Linked DNA regions of Xenopus tropicalis: all the other regions are linked to region 3. Evidence: chromatin contacts called from public Hi-C data. All regions are on one chromosome and are shown on one strand. Each heading gives the region's core, a stretch centred on a gene start, on an enhancer-like site or on the middle of the called end of the contact. The rest is flanking DNA. Distances are from core to core; before and after follow the strand shown. Region 1 has its middle 7.1 kb from the start of irx1. Region 2 has its middle 11 kb from the start of irx1. Region 3 has its middle 160 kb from the start of irx1.

The links. Hi-C and Micro-C count contacts between places; a contact is called where the count stands out from the background.
Region 1: a Hi-C map of gastrula embryo shows a contact between it and region 3, with 2.5 times the contacts expected there. The contact joins two enhancer-like sites. A contact is called at or near these places in 2 of 5 Hi-C or Micro-C datasets (gastrula embryo and neurula embryo).
Region 2: a contact with region 3 is called in a Hi-C map of gastrula embryo, with 2.0 times the contacts expected there. The contact joins two enhancer-like sites. A contact is called at or near these places in 2 of 5 Hi-C or Micro-C datasets (gastrula embryo and neurula embryo).

What each region holds. Positions count from the first base shown.
Region 1 is chr6:68,205,031-68,208,310 of UCB_Xtro_10.0, reverse strand. No RefSeq gene overlaps it. Among named protein-coding and RNA genes, the nearest start is that of irx1, 7.1 kb to the right of the region's middle. Within about 2 kb of position 1,535, at least 4 of the 11 cell types and tissues checked have an H3K27ac peak or open chromatin away from gene starts, as enhancers often do. A contact at or near this core is called in gastrula embryo, where this site is marked.
Region 2 is chr6:68,186,855-68,190,165 of UCB_Xtro_10.0, reverse strand. No RefSeq gene overlaps it. Among named protein-coding and RNA genes, the nearest start is that of irx1, 11 kb to the left of the region's middle. Within about 2 kb of position 1,430, at least 3 of the 11 cell types and tissues checked have an H3K27ac peak or open chromatin away from gene starts, as enhancers often do. A contact at or near this core is called in gastrula embryo, where this site is marked.
Region 3 is chr6:68,035,390-68,038,740 of UCB_Xtro_10.0, reverse strand. No RefSeq gene overlaps it. Among named protein-coding and RNA genes, the nearest start is that of irx1, 160 kb to the left of the region's middle. Within about 2 kb of position 1,685, at least 2 of the 11 cell types and tissues checked have an H3K27ac peak or open chromatin away from gene starts, as enhancers often do. A contact at or near this core is called in gastrula embryo, where this site is marked.

The DNA.
Region 1 (3,280 bases), core at 286-2,785, 170 kb before region 3:
GTATAATTATAAGCACTCCCTTCCTCTTTCCTCCATTCAAATCTTGTCATTTGAAGTGTATGCTCGTTACTAAATTAATTTTGCCTGTATTAAAAAAAATCATCGTTGCCTTAGGTAAAACTGCCACTGGTATCATGCTGGGTTTTCACTATATAAGGGAACAGTGTTAAAGGGTAGTTATGTTCTGGAATACAAGGCAAGTGTAGCTGCCCACCTGCTTGGAATCTATTCTCTCTTTGTTTCCCAGGGCAGATCTAATGATTGAACTAATGAAGGGCTGTTATAGTCAATAATTACCCATCGGTTATTTAAATCAGATCCCATTTGCCAGACAAACATTAGCCCAGAGCTACAGGACATGGCTTCTCCAACCCCACCCCTCCTGATTGCTCTCTCCCTTTGCTTTTTTGCCTTTCTCTCTCTCTCTTCGCCTCCTCTCACCCTCTTTGCCACTTTTCCTAGTAAACCAATCTACTCCCTTTCTCTTTCAATGTTTTAATCTACAAGGACGACTGAAACTTTATAGTGCATGATTCATAGAGAGAACCTGCTCTCGGAGCTATGGTGCATATTACATTAATCAGTGTCAGAGCACTAAAACAGATATGAATATGAGTCTGTCCGTATTTCAGAGGATATAAAAGTGCTGGTGATTAATTGATCATGGCTAAAAGTTCTGAACCAGCAAAGTGTAAAACTTAACACTAGTCAGGCTGATCTTTCCGTTCATGGTGGGTGCTGCTATCTGCCCTACGTTTATGGACAGAACGTGCAGCGGGCAAATAGTCCTTAGCTGTAGCTCGTTTAAAAAACATTCTATCGCACTCCATTAATTTTCAATAAACTTCTAAAGCCCAGTAACTGTTACTGAGATATGTGCCCCATCAAATAAAAAAATAATTTAATGAGTAAGGTTTTGGCCTAGTATAAAACGATTAAATTCATTTCTACAGCAGTGCCATGTCTCCCTAATAGTGAGGAGCACAGGAACTGAATTTATAACAAAATATTATTTCTTGATGGATACGGAAATTCATTTCCAAAGGTGACCTAAATTAACATGAATAAACGTATACCGAATTAAACTCGTGCTGAATTATATGAATGTGAGCTGGGCATGGTTAAACCATCGACCTTGTTAATGCAGAAAAAATAGAAAGAATAATACAATTATAGGTAGATTTGCAATTATGTGGCCGTCTGAATATACTCACTTATTAACTTTCTTACCTATCTGTAAAAAGTTGTACAGGTTTATCAGCTCTAATTCGTACAGTAATTACTGGTATTTAAAGTAAAGATTAGGAAATTTAATTAAACTATTAGAGGGAGAAAAGTGCTACAAAACGGCAGGGAATACATTTGAGTACAGCCCTCACTGATGTATGGACACACAAGTGACAAAGGCCTCCTATTAATGTGTAGGAACTCACACCAATTAATGTTTAGACATCCCAACGTGCAAGAGTGTGTTTGTGTGACTGTTGGTGAAATATACAATCTTATGCAATTCAATTACTGTACTTACATACGATAGAATTGTAAATGACGCAGCTCTATATACAAATACGAATTAGCAATTCAAAGTGCATCAGAGAATAGACTGGTTTTGCAGGCTAAAGAGAAACGTAACGCCCTTCTGCCTGCAATTTGTTAAATCTTAATTAACCTCATTCAGTGGGTAGGCACAGTACAAATATCAATAATGATGTCCCTAGAAAGCCAGTCCCCCTTTAACACAACTAAATATCCATTTTGATTGTACAGGGTGAAATTGGAGGCTTACATGAGCTATTTTGTAGCCGCCATATACAGGCATCTAATCGAAATAGTTCAGCATATGTCCTTCTTCTCTGTGACACATTACAGGGTGCTAATAAGTCTTTCCACCTTTCTAATAACGAATTTGATGGATTTAAACTAATTTTATCCAGCAGCCATATAAATGTATAGTCATACAAATACCGTTTTAGGCGATAAAACTACTATAAGATTGTAGTTGCAGTTGACTTTTATTTGTAGTTGATTTTAATTACAGGTTGTAGTTATAACTGATTGTCGCATTGAACTACGGCATTTTTACAATAATTTGTAAGAAGTGTGGCGGTACCAATATAAGTCTATAGAGGGAGCTATTGCACTAAAATAGAAAGACGTTCTAGCGTCGCCTAAAGCTGAGAATCTCTGAGTTTGCCACGCTGACACTCATCAGAGTTTCTTTTCACAAATTAAAGCAGTGTGCTAACTTCTAGAAACTATAATAAAGGATAAAGCATTTGCCCAAAATTATCACACGGCCATTTGCAGCTTCTTAGGTGACTAAAATCAAAGCATTATATGAAAATCTGCGTATGAATATCTGTCTGTTCTGTTGAAATGACACCCACAAAATGCAGGAGCTTTTCGTCACTTTTAGATTTATAGTGACATAAATGAAAAAGATCCTAATTTGCTAATTAAACAGGCAAAACATATACACACGATGAACCGTTATAATACACTATCAAAACAAAAACAGTAACGGTTGTTTCACAGAAACGTGGATTTTTGGAAAAAATAATTACTGTATGACCATATCTGGGATTAGACTGTCATGCTAACAGAAACCGACAAGAAAGACATATGATGAGGCTGGACATAACCACTATTATTTGATGAAATTATATTAGTATTTTGTCCTCCACACAGTACTGTGTGTATGTACTGTACACGACTATAAGCAAGGGGCGATCTAATTTGTTTGCGCCTGTACAGACAACTGGGCAGATAAAGTGAGCTTTGTTTTTTCCATGATCACCGACCTGATTCTTAAGGGTGTTTCATTAATATTTTATTTACAAATCTCGCCTTACTTCCGACAAGTGCTTGTTCTAGGACAGTTCTGTTTTAATAGGGCGTCTCCACATTATTCCTTAATGACTATCCCAGCTGCTTCATTCCATTTACCACCATGAACAACCATCTGGCATCTTATTAGCACCTCAATGCTCGTTTAGTGTTTTCAATTAGAAATTAAAAAAGCAGGAAACACTGCAAAAATATTACAGATTTTTAACAGATTGCCTAAGGAAGATTAATGTTTTAACAAATACGTTTGCACACTCTTGGTAGCAATACTGCTGAAATATATATTTCCCTCAGCAATTTTTAAACTATAGTGGATTGACCATCTCCTGATAAATATTGTGATAGTCCTAATAGAACAAGTAAAGGGGACCGTAGGTTTTTGCCACTTTATGGACTTGCCAGTGTGTTAAGTGCTCACTCCTCAGGGATTAAA
Region 2 (3,311 bases), core at 181-2,680, 150 kb before region 3:
CACTTCCAAAATCTAAATTCTATAGTTAATAAAGTTTTTAAAATATCATCACATTATAATAAGAGTTAAACATTTTTGTCTACATATTGATTTGTATTGCCCTGCTTTTTTCCAACACCAACTTTAATTTAGCAGCTTTTAGCTGCTAAAAAGATGACCATTTTAAATTAGCTTGTATAAACGTTTTAACATAGTAAATATATTAGAATAAAATTTTATAGAAAGCTTTGAAGGCAATGCAAGCCTCTTGTCTTTAAAATAAAAAGCTACAAGAAGCAAGTTAGAAAGGAATCATTATTCAAGAAAAAGGAAAAAGGGGGAAAAACCTATATGAGTATCATGGAAATGCCTGTTCTGGTTTGTATAAAAGCCTTCTCTTTGTGTAATAAGATCTGCCCTCTGCACCACGGGGCTGACATATGCTCTTTTTTAAGTGTATTGTTGTGCTAATTATTCTAGGGTGGGTGCTTTTCTATAATACTACACTTGAATAACTGTTGACCGTGGGTTGCAGTGTAGGTGTAGAATTTACTGATCAAATGTATAATAAAAAGCATTCAATTTTTAACTGAATGTAGTTGGCATAGTGCCTATATTTTATGATAATAACAGAAATAACAATTATATTTTTAACGTAGCCTTTATCATATATCATTTTTGTATTCTATCTCTATATCGCTATAACTCAAAGTTATAAGTTTATTAAAAAGCTTGCAGATATTTATGACTGTTACATTGTGTAATATATATAACTAAATACATTAAACATATATAACATTAACACATTATTCCTATTATACCTGAACAGCCACTTTGTGGGGACTAACAAAGAAATGGAAATAAAAAAATGAAAATCAGAATGGAGGTGTGGATTTTATGGGACCTTTATTTTGTTAATATTTAGTTAAAAATCTGCAGCCCTGTGTAGCCTTAAGCTCAGTTCTGAATGCTCTACATTACACTGTCTTGGTACCAAGGGTAAAACAGCTTTTTTTTTAACCTTCTCTAAGTAAAGACAGGATTTGATCCTCGCCTTCTTGTCTGGGTCTTATTTTCTCTAAATGTAATCACTTCTCTGTCACTGAAAAAAATAGGGGGCTCAACAAGAATATAGGTTATAGAAAGCTTATTTCAGGCTCCAGACTTTAGTTAAAAATGAATTTCTGTGCAGATTTGTTGTATCAGTGCCATTTTATTAGACAGCTACACGTTTAATAAAATGTAATTAGTTGGCAAGGAAGCTAGTATTTACAAAAGCTACACAGTAAACAGGCTTGCAATTATAATCACTGAAGATGTGTAGTGTTTTCGACAGAAGCTGAGTCTTTATGATGTAAACGATCTCTCTATCTTGTAAACGCCCTCTCTAACTTCCTCAAAAGCAGGCTTTGTAATCCAGTGTGACTGAAGGTGTGGAAATGGGGAGGGTAAGTCAGTTAGAAGAAAGATTAGTTTATTGGATCTGAAGCCTGATTTCAGGACCCTACAACAAGGCACATACTGTTGTGGCAGTCCACTTTGCATATGAGTCCTAATTAAGCCCTAATTAAGTTGAAATGCAGATAAAATGATTATTATCTACACGTAGCTAGCAAAAACACCCTTGTTTATTAGGGAAACAGCCAGTGAGTGACGTTTAATGGGCAAGATCAGTTTTTGGCACTGTTGTGCTGTTAAATGGTTTGAGGTTAACAAGGCAAAGTATTCATTGTTTCATATACACAGATCTCTAAACAGTTAGGAAAAACAGATAGTAGTAGTTTATTTGGCTTAGAGAATCATGTTTAAATCAAGGCCATAGCATACATACATTTAAATTAGCATTGTGTGAATCAATGTTGTTCAATTGTTTTCCTATAATAAGGTTAATTCTGTCTGTGAGGTGCTGCATTTACAGGTAATCACTTGGTAAAATTAAGCAAGTAATGCTGCCATTAAACATGACAATTGTGCCACAAGAGTCTACTGATTTACAGGAGTCTAAAAATGAGATTTCATTGGTTGCTCTGATAAGGCACACTACATGATCTCCTGTTCAAAAGAATAAAGCATGCAAAAATACACATTTCCATGGTGAATAGCAGAGCAGTAGAAACAGTAAACCCAAATTATAAATACAGAACATTTTCTTTACAAGCAAATGGCACAGCAATTTAGTTACATAGTTACATAGTTACATAGGGTTGAAAAAAGACCATTGTCCATCAAGTTCAACCCATCCGAGTAAACCCAGCACACAACCTATACTAACCAATCTATACACTCACATACATAAACTATATATATACAACCAGTAATACTAACTGTAGATATTAGTATCACAATAGCCTTGGATATTCTGCTTGTTCAAAAACTCATCCAGGCCCCTCTTAAAGGCATTAACAGAGTCTGCCATTACCACATCACTAGGAAGGGCATTCCACAGCCTCACTGCCCTCACCGTGAAAAACCACCTACGCTGCTTCTAATGGAAGTTCTGTTCCTCTAATCTATAGGGGTGACCTCTGGTGCGCTGATTGTTTTTATGGGAAAAAAGAACATCCCCCAACTGCCTATAATCCCCTCTAATGTACTTGTACAGAGTAATCATGTCCCCTCGCAAGCGCCTCTTTTCCAGAGAAAACAACCCCAACCTCGACAGTCTAACCTCATAGCTTAAATCTTCCATCCCCTTTACCAGTTTAGTTGCACGTCTCTGCACTCTCTCCAGCTCATTAATATCCTTCTTAAGGACTGGAGCCCAAAACTGCACTGCATACTCAAGGTGAGGCCTTACCAGGGACCTATAAAGCGGCAAAAATATGTTCTCATCCCTTGAGTCAATGCCCTTTTTTATACAAGACAGCACTTTATTTGCTGTAGTAGCCACAGAATGACACTGCCTGGAATTAGACAACTTGTGATCTACAAAAACCCCTAGATCCTTCTCCATTAAGGATGCCCCCAACACACTACCATTCAGTAGATAGTTTGCGTTTATATTATTCCTACCAAAGTGCATAACTTTGCACTTGTCAACATTGAACCTCATTTTCCAGTTTGCTGCCCAGTTTTCCAATTTTGTCAAATCGCTCTGCAAAGCGGCAGCATCCTGCATGGAACTTATAGTTTTGCACAATTTAGTGTCATCAGCAAAAACAGAAACAGTACTCTCTATGCCCACCTCCAGGTCATTAATAAACAAGTTAAAAAGCAAAGGACCAAGGACTGACCCCTGCGGTACTCCACTAACCACACTGGCCCAATTAGAAAATGTTCCATTTACCACCACTCTTTGTACTCTATCCTTCAGCCAGTTTTCTATCCAATTA
Region 3 (3,351 bases), core at 436-2,935:
TTATTTGGCTGCTGATGGAATGTATTAAACATGATTATTTCTGTTTTATTTAGGCTAGGTACTAATGTATGTGATTATAGCACTTGTTATTTTAATTAGGAAAACATAGCTACAGTTTGTTTTCTAGACCAGCAAGGAAGCCTGTGATTTTCATGTTCTAATTCCCACAGTGCAGGTTTTGCACAATATGCTGTCAAATAATGAGAGTAGATAATTATAGCTTTGAAAAGGACTGAACACACCCTGCATGAACATCAAAACCAGCTATTCAAAATCTTGTAATTGATAATCAGATCTGTAGGACTTACTAGATCAGCCACCAGCATTACAGGAAACATTTAGGACACAAATTAACCATTCAAAAGGGAGTGATGTTCTCTATTGTTCTCGCTGTATAAGGCATAGTTATGTTAGGCAATCTTTAGTGCTCTACCTACTGCATCACTTTGACTCCCAGCATGCCTTCTCAAGCGCTGCTGTTGGAAGTTTGTTCCACAACAGCCAGATCACCAAATGTGAAAACCAAAATATTATTTGAATTTAACATTCTGGATTTATTTACTTGTTATGTAGTAATTATTGGAAAATGGTTCTTATTACTTTATTGTTTGTGATAATTTGCAGACACTAATTGTACAACATGATCTGAGCTTTGACTTTGACCACTGCTGATAAAGCCCTCATATTTTAAGCATTTAAAGAGTTAAGTCATATATTAACCATGAAATTTACATAGGTTCGAATGTGGCAGTGATGCTGTATGTTTATAGTATTATTTAACAGTGGTCAAGGGGACAAAATGAAATCCATTATGAATATCCCTGTAGCCTTAGAGCCCTTGAGGATTATTGCATAAAGGATTTGCTATTGGTCGCTTCCAATTAACAGCATTGAGTAACTCTGTGTATCTCTCAGCCTGCTATTCAATCACACTGGAGTGATTTAGGGCACTAATTCCAGCCTTTGGTAATTTCAAACAGTGGCAGTCCTCTGCACAGTAGTTATAAATACTGAATAGCGAAGCAAGAAAACAATTGTCCTAAAAATCTAAATATTAGGGCTTAAGATCATCTTTAATATACCCATATGCTACTTTTGCACTGGGTTCCTTTGGGGTCCTTACATCTCTAAAAACATGTAACCTATTCAAATACATATTTCACCAGTATTTAATCAGCATTTATTGGCATCACAGCAGACACAAGAGCCTGCAAGGGAAATGTCATGCAATGTTCAGTATGTGTCAGTGTGCACTGAAATGCCACAGGTAAATCTTTGACAGTTCTGTGAAAAAAGTTGAATTGCTTAGTTTTAGAACATTTTTGTTCTTCACTCCTATTTACAATAAGCTTCTTTGGGCGCTTGAGGTATTTACATATAATTGGTAAGATGATGAAGGGCTAAATAGCCAAATTACCTACAATGCCCAATTCATTCTAAATTTGTGCATCCCTCAAAACGAACCCAAATTAGGCTTGTAGAGATAAATAGTTTTAACACTGTTGTTTTGCTGGGATGATAATCCTTTACCTTTGTGATATAAACAGCACAAATACAGGCGGCTGTCTAAACTTTGATGAAAACAAAAGAGATCTTTGGAATTTGGGTGGGACTAAATTTTAGGCGTGTGGGAGATTTAAGGTGTATGGCAGCACTACAAAGAAGCTACAAGTGTAACTAAATAAGCCTGTTTGATTTTAAAGGTCCAGAGCAAAAGGTCATCTGACAGTGATATCTCCCAACCTTCCTAAATCCCCTTTAATTGCTTTTGTGATAAAATATGCAATTTAACCCTGCCAACTGAAGCGCTAGCCATCTCATACACAAAGCCCACAGGCAAAGCTACTTGTTTTTAAGTCTATCCCTGTATAAGTGTACCTACAAGCACTACATCTGTCTGATGGTGTATAATTCCATTTATCTTGTTATTTTTAAGTAATCTCTGCACAGAGGCAAGTGGCAAAATCCAGGCCTTAGGCTACTGAAGGTTACATAGACAGCATATTTAGTGTAACCTGAGAAACACCTGCACATTGACAGATTTTGATGAATGCATTGTCAGTTTCATGATTAGAACATATCTCACAAAATAAATCACATTTTCCCTATCTTAGTTATTCATGCCCCACACATCTACCCACACATGCACACACAAATATATTATATATATATATATATATACACACATACATACATACACATTCTGTTTTTCACTGCTTTCTAACCTTATGTGTGATAATGAAAGTAGGAATGCTGAGACAGATGGGGAGGTGTCCAGGGGAATGCTGAGTATGTCCTAAAATTGCTCATGTCTTTAAACACTAAAAACATCAAAATAAAAATCTTTCAATTCTAGTTATGGTGGATATCTGATTGCATTATTGCAAACCACATTTAGCTCTACATTTTAACTAGTCATTTAAAACTCATCTGCTTCTGGCATTGACAAATAAGCAGTTATAGGTATGGGGAGGGGGCATTGATTAATTGCTATGGTCAAGAAAATCAAACCATGATTCATAGAGAAGGGCTGCTTTTGAATCCTCTGAGGTAAATTACTGCTTCTCCCTTTTCTAGGATTGGTGCTGCTCTTTTGAATAGTGTGGCTAGTAATGAGTCCAATCCACAGAAAATCTGGCAATTATTGAGTTGTTAACCTTTCATTTCTTGCAGTATTAATCACACTACCCTGCTTATCCATTTGGGATTCATTATTCCCTATATTTTAAATACTACCAGGTTTTGTGATGCACATTTCCTTTTATCTATCCCTAAAAAATAGTGCTTTTCTGTAGTTGGCAACCCTGTCTAGTAGTGGTTGCTACATACTGTATACAACTGAGGAAATGGTGCATTTGTGGTCCCATTCACAAAAGTACGCTAAAAACTAAAATAGATCAAAACATAGCAGGGGATTGACAGGTACAAAGGTGCTATGGGCAGTTGTGTTTCATTACCCCTTTATGGGTTATGTAACAAAAGGAGCAAAGTTTCTTACAGTTCTAATCACTAATAATCAGACTGGTTGTTATGGGTAATTAGACCAGGAGCAAACTTTAAGTACAAAATTTTAATATACTTTTGAAAGATACATACATGCTAGCAGCAGAAATATCAAGCCAGATAAGAACATTTTAAAGCCAAATGTTTTGACAGATATCTTTTATCTTTGAATTAAATCTTTTATCTATGCCTAAAATCCTTTTATAGAACACAGTGGAGTCATATAATGTTTTTTTTTTACATTAGTTTCTTGACCTTGTTAGAGGACCTCATTTCATGTAATCATATGGCTCACATATGCTTATAGAAAATGTGAGATAAAAAAAAAAAAACCTTTAGACTGCATTG